Regions from separate parts of the Mus musculus genome. Here region 1 is linked to region 2. The links are chromatin contacts, called in public Hi-C maps. All regions are on one chromosome and are shown on one strand. The core of a region is the stretch at or near the end of the contact, and the rest is flanking DNA. Distances in the headings are between cores, read along the strand shown. Region 1 overlaps Gm2447 (predicted gene 2447). Region 2 has its middle 7.2 kb from the start of Gm30173.

Evidence for each region. Hi-C and Micro-C count contacts between places; a contact is called where the count stands out from the background.
Region 1: a Hi-C map of cortical neurons shows a contact between it and region 2, with 2.0 times the contacts expected there. The contact joins two enhancer-like sites. A contact is called at or near these places in 2 of 484 Hi-C or Micro-C datasets (both in cortical neurons) and 2 of 115 datasets of contacts at active chromatin or transcription factors (CD8 T cells and neural progenitor cells).

What each region holds. Positions count from the first base shown.
Region 1 is chr3:52,773,967-52,778,102 of GRCm38.p6, reverse strand. Gm2447 (predicted gene 2447) reads right to left here. Exons shown (of 4, transcript NR_038079.1): 4 at 1,449-2,889. Among named protein-coding and RNA genes, the nearest start is that of Gm30292, 22 kb to the left of the region's middle. Within about 2 kb of position 1,997, at least 12 of the 459 cell types and tissues checked have an H3K27ac peak or open chromatin away from gene starts, as enhancers often do. A contact at or near this core is called in cortical neurons, where this site is marked.
Region 2 is chr3:52,507,654-52,511,839 of GRCm38.p6, reverse strand. No RefSeq gene overlaps it. Among named protein-coding and RNA genes, the nearest start is that of Gm30173, 7.2 kb to the left of the region's middle. Within about 2 kb of position 1,264, at least 65 of the 459 cell types and tissues checked have an H3K27ac peak or open chromatin away from gene starts, as enhancers often do. A contact at or near this core is called in cortical neurons, where this site is marked.

The DNA of each region.
Region 1 (4,136 bases), core at 748-3,247, 270 kb before region 2:
TAAGGAAGACTGATTTAAAAAGGAATTTCAAAGACTTTGAATTTGTAGCAGTTCTTGAAAAATTGTAGTCACAAACCCAAGGACTTTGGAAGTGTTTTTATGTTTGTTATTTGTGCTGTTCCAGGTATGTTTGCAGACGTACTCCTTTGAAGTAACAGTCCTGATTTCATAACCATGCTTGATGCTGGAGCTGTTAGTAGAAATCACAGGAATAATACAACTCTAATTTTGAACATCTGCCTTACAAGGAAGATGGCAAATGTCACCATATGATACACATGGTTATTATTTTTCCAAATCCTATAATTAGTGCAAACATGTGGGCTCTGCATTGAGTCATGTTCTCAACATTGATGATCAGAGTGTTGAAAAGTGCAAACACCTAAACATGCGTAACGGTTTCATGTTATAGGAAGGGAAATCTGAGCGGTCAAAGAACAGTCTCTGTCGGGCATATTGAGTAATACAGGCTGGTGGCAAGGGGCTCAGACAGAATTTGGTGAATTCAGTAGTGATTAATTATAGCACCAGTTATCACCTCCTCTGTGTGCTAATTGTGCTGGGCCTATCTGTATATTATCTTAGGCATTTAGATCAACCCCAAAGAAACCGTCAGTCTAATGTTTTGGCTGAAGATACCATATAAGTGGTTGCCTATGGCCATACAGTTTGAACAACCACACGCCATTATCCAAATCTCTCTGGCGCCAAGAAACTCATGCTCTTCCCCTAAATGTGAATTCATTTAGGCTTCACACTGTGTAAGGTAGATGACGGTGATTTTAGTCTCTCACTATTTCCAGAGCCTTGATCTGAACTCAGTAAAGAAATGAACTTCCTAGATGATGAATCTTGTCCTTGTCATTTCCTTCTCTCTCAAACAAATCCTTAAACCCACAGTTCATGATGGCACCCTAACCCACACCAAAAAACAGTAATAATGATAGTAGGTGTTTCAGTCACAGTTCTATTGCTGTGAAGACACACCATAACCAAGGCAACTCTTATGAAAGGAAGCGTTATATTGGGGGCCGGCTTACATTTTTAGAGACTTAGTCTATTATCAACACAGCAACAGGCAGGCAGGCAGGCAGGCAGAAAGAGGCCAGGCACTTCACTGAGAACAGGTATTGAGGGGGAAAGGAGGGAAAAATCTAGAAGAATACTTGAGAGTGTGATGGAGGGTCAGGCAGCATTTTAGAAGGTCTCTGAGAAGGACTGTAGGAACGGAACTTAGGAAAGTAAAATATGTTTATTTTTTATCACTACATCTGGGGAGGAAGATGCAGGCTGTGGGCTTCAGCTCAGTCCAATTCTTACCTGAGACATCATTTGCATAAGACTCTAAAAAACTTTGATCAAAGATCATTTTTTTAAAACCCTTAAATTCTTCCAGGTAACAGATTGCTTTCTCTGAATCATTCCAATTTTTTTTTTTTTTTTTTTGTCGTTGTTGTTGTTCTAAAACGGAGAGGAGGAAAATAGTTAAAATTAGCCACCTTTTTATAATGCATTTGCTGAAACCAATTAGTAATTATTTTTTAACATAGCAGTTGGTGTGAGAGGGGTGATAATGTATTTACAATATAAACTTAGCATCATTAATGAGATTGTTATTTCTATACGAAAGCGAGGCTGTTGGGAGCTGTTCCCTTGATGGCAGAGCAGCGGACTCTATAAAGACTCTTAAGAAATGGTCCTGCAATAGTAACGTGTGTCAGGCTGTGTCTTTGAAGAGAAATGATGAGGGCCACTTTTCAAGACCTTCCAAACTAAAATAATAATACCTTTTATCTTAATAGTTAATGTTTGACCCTCTAAACACCCACACAGTATGGCTCTTGCACAGTAAAATACGGAGATGGATCAAAACTCCCAGTTCCTGGCAATGAACGTACCTTTTTGTACTAATTCTTGTGCAGTCTAATATTAGCCCTTTCCCTTCTAAATTCCCATATTTGGATTCAGAGTGAGACTTTCTTTTTAACTCCTCATTTAGTCGATGCTGGCACTAGCTTAGCTCCCCCTCTGTCAGCTTGATATTCAGCTTCAGTCTGACCTAATTCTACTCAGGCAACGAACACTTTTTGGTCAAAAATAGTTAAGAGCAAGGAGAAAAGAGGAGGAGTGGGTAAAGTGCCACACCTTTCTTGCACTAGCTTGTGTGTCAAGGTATCTGCAGCATAAAACAAGGCATAGGTGTCTTTTGGCATCTGCAGGAGGAGAGGGCCAGCAGCCCTCCAATACCAAGCTCTGAAGATATACACGGTCCTTTAATAGAAAGTAGCAACGGGTTTGTGTTTAATCTGTGCATCTGCATATCTTCCTGGATACTTAGTTACATCCTCATACCTTATATAACATAAATGCTTTATAAAGATCACATTGCTTAGGGTTGAAGGATGGGGGACAGCCTATACAGATGCAATACGAATGCAATATATCCAGGACTCTTTCCCACTTGGAGTTAGTGGGATACACAGAAACAGAACACACAGAAACAAATAACTGATTATGTTTTTACAATTTTTCCATGTTCAGTGAGCACCCAGTTGCCCTAGTTCTCAGACCTAGGAAGTTCAATTCACCTCAGCATCCCGACACACAGAGGGATCTCTTGAGTGAGATTAGAAGGCAGAAGTACCAGAGTGGGTGGTGCCTGCCCTTGGTGTGGGGTTCCCAGTGCCCTTCCAAGAACCGAGATGACTGTCCTTGCTTATGAGTAGGGTGTCTCCAGATGCCCTGTTTCCATCTGTGTGACACGGATGCCCTGTTTCCATCTGTGTGACATGCCACAGGGAATCTCTTATATTCAGTAAACAAGGGACTGACCTTGGGCTCTGCCTTCGCGGTGCGTTCTGCTTGCTGATGAAGCACACAGCAGGCAGCCTAGGAGTCAAAACATCCATAATTCAGCTCAGATTGCGGGAGACAGGATTTATCATTATTTTTCCATCTTATAATTTTTATTTTGCTTTAGAACTCCATTCCCAAGAACAGCCCCAGACGTACTGCTTTGCTTTGCATATGGCTGTGAGTTGCCTGTTTGAAGTCCTCATGACCCGTTTTCTTTACAAAAAGATCCCCGAGCACAGAGCTGGTGAATCTTTTGCTTCCCAGACTCCCTCATAGCTGATTATGAACATGTGAATGGATTCTGGCAAGCATGATGTAAGCTAAAATAGGTTGTGGAACTTCCAGAATAGTCCCTCACCCCAGCTCACTGCCTAAAACACTGCCATCCACATTGTTTACCTAATTATAGCTTTTTTTGCACCTCTACTCTGTATTCTTTAGTGAAATATATCAAGAACAACTTAAAGTGAAGGACTATTTTTTTAAGGCAGCAATGATGTGTGTGTGCGCGCGCGCGTGTGTGTTTGCGCGTGCGCATATGTGAGTACTCACATAGGTACACATGTACACCTTTCTGGCTCATCATCTGTAAGGTTATAGGAGTAATGAAAGAAACAATATTCAACATGAAATGAGTGTGAATAAAACAAAGTTGGCAGGAATGAGACATAAAATGCACAGCAATACATAGCCACAAGGCACACACACACAATTCATATCTGTTAATACAGGGCTTGACTGAATTTCAAGACAGGTGTTTGTAACTGGACTCCGGTTTCCAATCTCCTCACAGGAATTTTTTTTTTTTCGGTTTTTTGGTTTTTGTTTTTTTCGAGACAGGGTTTCTCTGTGTGGCCCTGGCTGTTCTGGAAGTCACTCTGTAGACCAGGCTGGCCTCAAACCCTGCCTCTGCCTCCCAAGTGCTGGGATTAAAGGCATGTGCCACCATTGCCCGGCTCTCACAGGAGTCTTAACGCACATTCGTCCTTGACACTGTGCAGAGAGGATGAGACAAGGCAAGGTTGGTTTCCCCCTCTAGAGACACAGAGAACCAAGGATGCTCTGCTCCCAGCTGTCTCTGAGAGAGAGTCCCTTGGGAACTGACAAAAATCCAAGCCAGACACAGTTGTTCCCTCTCTCCAACATCTGACACCACCGTCTCCAGCTCAACTGGAAGGCTACTGAGATGACTCTTTAGGATAGAAAAGAAATCATTAAAAGATTTTCTAACAAATTATTTCTAATCATCAAACTTCTTTAAAACACAGGTGTGGGTGAAA
Region 2 (4,186 bases), core at 15-2,514:
GTTTGTCAACGGGAGTTTTTTAATTGCATAAATAATTCATGAACGCATTCCGGTTGAAAGAGTTAAGCAACATAGAGAGGGAGACTGAAGAGTCCCTTCAAGCTCTTCCCACTGCCTCCCACGGCTGACAGTGTGAGTCCTGCCCGGCCCTTCCACACAGGCATAGCGGCAGACACTCTTCCAAAAAGCCCCATCACTTACGTTCCCTTCCAATAGCTGTACAGCTTGCTGATTCTTCAGATAGTTTGTAGATTTTCAGATCCCTATACAGTAAGCCTGCTTCAAAATGGATATACCACAAAGTGGAGTAACAAATCCCCTATTGATGAGTGCCCCTTCGGTTTCCAGTCTGCCCCCTTTGAAGCCTGCAGGACAATCGGTATCTTTGTGTGAACACATTCACACGGGCAAAGGGCGATTTCTTAGAATAGACTACAGGAAGTAGACTTGTTGGGTCAAACGGTGGGTGCATTTTCTGTTTTGCTAAATACTATCAAGTGGCCTTCCCATTTATACTCCTACCAGCTTGAGGATGGGGAAGGCAGGGGTATTTGTTTTTGTTTTAAAGAGGGGATTCTTTTTAGTTAACGGTTGCTTGTTTGTTTGTTGTGGGTTGTGTTTGGAGAGGTGTTTTGCTTCGTTTTTTTTTTTTTTTTTTTCCTTCAGTGTTGCGGATTAACCTTGGGATCTTAAATATGCTAGGCAGGTGCTCTACCTAAAAGAAAGCTATATCCCCAGCTTTGTTAGTTTCAAGGCCTTACTAAAGATAGCACAGTCTGGACCTTAAGGTCGCCTTCCCTGCTCCTCCAGAGTGCCGGGGTTGCAGGTGTGGCCACCACACCCAGTTTAAAAGGTGTGTTCTCAGGCTGTTCGACAGAGAATTACCATGGCTTTTTCCTGGCAACTAGAAATAGCAGCTCATTCTTCCTTATTGGAGAGGGAACATCAGTCTCCTTCCACCCCCGTCCTGTCCCAAAGCAGAGAGGGAGGGGAAGAAAGAGAAGGAAAAACTATAACGGGAAAATGTCCCCAAATGTCTTGATTTAGACTGTTACTCATACTAAGGTATAAAACACAGCCTCCTCCTCTGCAGCCACAACAAATGTTGCTAAACCTGCTTATAAGCTGCTCTTTTCTTATTCAGCGCCTCTGCTTCTTCGCTTAATCTTCATAATTCTGAGCTTCACGCTATTATTATATTCTTGGAGGGATAAAGCAAATTAGCTGCAGAACTACATTACCCAGCCTGCACTGCAGGAAGCAGCAGCCAGTAAGCTGTAAACAGGAGCTGAGAAGCGAAGGCTTCTGGGAAAGACTATAAAGGCAGGCTCACCTGGGCGAAGAGACCATTTGCTTGTCTCTCCCATCCTTCTACCTGAAATTGGGGGTGTTTTTAAACATATTTAAGGTCACCCTTAGAGCATAATGATGATCCCGCTGGGAACTGTGTTAATTCTTCAGTTACCGGAAGTTGGATGCTAACCAAGGAGGGCAAGAGGCAGCACTATCTGCCCACCTGTTTATAAATGCACTGATATTTAAACAGCTTATTGACCAAACACGTCTGGTACGTACAGAGCAGTCCTATTTGAGTAAAGATGTGATGGGCGGGGCTCTCGCTGTCACATGTACTTAAGAAGTGATCTCTACAACGGAAGCCAAGCACCAAATATGCTGTGCAAGATGAAGCCTCAGTCCCCAAGGAGGGAACCTAATTTCCTTTGAAGAATTCCATTGTGTTGGAACCCAATCCGTTGCTGGCTTGTCTTTTCCAATGTTTTGTAAACTGTGACTAGGGAAATAAAAAGACTTCATTTTACAAACACGGAAAAGCCCTATATCATCCTAAACAGCCACAAGTCCCATTGGCTGGTCCACTTGCACCTCTGCACCTCTCTCCAAAGGTGGCCTGGACACATTTTCTATTAATTGACATTAAAACCAAGTTAACTTTGGAAGCAGCCATAGCACTGGGCTCCAACGGACAACCTTTAGCCACTGTTAAGCAACTAAAAGTCCAGATGCAAATTGAAATCCCCTCCCGGATTTCATCTGGATTCAAAAGAGCCGAAATTGGAATTCTGCACCTATTCTAAGACAGGTGGAGGAAACGTTTTCTATGAGGTGGTCCAAAGCGGTTCTGTTGATAGCGGTTCGGAAACGGAAACAAACTTCCTGACAACAGGGAAATCATCCCAAACACTGTGATACAGGGACGGTGAAGGTCCGTCAGTGAGTGGGTGCTGGTCAAACAAGCATGGAGACTTCAATTCAATCCTCAGCACCCATGTAAAAGCCAGAGCACCTATAACCCCAGCGCTGAAGATGCAGAGACAGGAGGATCCTGATGCTGGCTGGTCTAGCCTAGAGGATAAGGTCTCAGTCAATGAGAGACTCTGCTTTAAAGGAAATGTTCAGTGGTCTTAAGGATGACTCCTGAGCACTCATGTGCGCGCGTGTGAACACACACACACACCCTCTAAGGGTAATTCAGAAATCCAATTATAGAACTGTTGTAGCTGCTATAAACTTGTAGACAATTTTTTCTATGACTTTGTAAATATACTTTAAATTTTCTAAAGTAAGCATTATTTTATAGTCAGAAAAATATGAATATTGATGTTATTTATACATATCTATTCATGTGTATGTTTTTATTATATATTAGAAATAAGTGAAAGGTAAGACAATAAGAAAAAGTTCCAGATATGTCTAGAACTTCAAGTACATAACTGATCCTAGATTTTTTTTTCATCTTCATTGCTGGGGGGTGGGGGGTCAAAGCCAGGAGCTCACAGATGTTAGGTGAGCTCCCCAGGACTCTGCTTCATGTTGGGTGACCCTTCAGTTCACTGCTTAAAGATCACCTCAGTTTGGTTAATTTAGTAATGGTTATATTGGTTTCCCTTGAGCTTTCTATGCATTATCTGTCCCCACTATGTGCCCTTTTATGCTGTCAACAGTACAAGAACAAGCATCACAGCTGATTTCCAGTTTCTAGGATGCCGGTGGCCAAAGCTGCAGGCTCCCATGTCTCTTCCTTTCCTTCCCTCTTCAACACACACTTCCCTCCTGCCTACTTGGCATCACTCCCCACCTATGCCCCATACCTCTCCCTTCCATCCCCAGGGACAAGGTATCCTGCCAGCTCTTGCCCCACCAAATGTGGGAAGGGGCCTTTTCCTGTGGACGTCCACACTGTGAGGCTTATTCCCATAACTGACAATTCCTGGAGCCCCTGGCAAATGCCCCTTCAGGTGGGCCCTGACTCCAGCTCCCACCCAGAGTTGGGAACTGAGCCACTCAGCTCAGCGCCCAGATCTCTGTGCAGCCAGGGCTCCACGTGGCTTCCTTGGTTCTGTTGGCTGCTGAAGTCAGGCAGCATTTGGAGCTCCCGTTGAATATTATGCCCTTCACTTCATAGGGCTTAGCCAGCCCTGGACAGAAGAAGGCACGTTGGCTGTTAGCCAGTCAGTCAGCTGCCTGGAAATGTCCACCACCTCATCTTCACTGAACTTAAGTGGTCAAGGCTACCCCTTACCAGGCATCACTGCTGTCCCAAAGACCACAGTATGGCTTGCAGTGCAACCATGAAAACTACTCTCTAATTAGGCCTGCTCCATTCAACCTTGGATAAAGATCCCTTTACATTGGCCCTAACCCCCTGAGTGACAATGAAGAGGTCAGCTCAGGAACTTTGAAAACTTCCACCAGACCCCTCCCCTCCCAGATGAGGAAGGTCATAGAGCACATAGGCACCCCCTCCCCTCAGAAAAGGAGGGGCTAATTACATTCCTTAGACCACAGGGAGGAGGGACCGACCACCAGAGCTCATAGACACATTCCAAGACCCTTGACCACCTACCTCATTCCCTAAAGACCAATCAGTTTAAAAGTCACACTGTTCTGCCAATCACATTGTGCCTAATGGCTGCTGCTTTGAAATCTGTATAAAGGCTCCCTGGACAGGCTGGGTGGGGTTGTTCTCTCTCTCCACACACAGGGCGACCCCAGCATGCTGGACCAATAAAATTCCTCTTGCTTTTGCATCGATTCCTATCTCCACATTGTTCACTCGGGGATCTCCAGTAAGTTAAGTCTCACCAGAGTCTTACAACAGTAATTTTTTTTAACAAATCAAACCAGAAAAATTAACAGATCATGGATCTATGTATAAAGCAAGTTA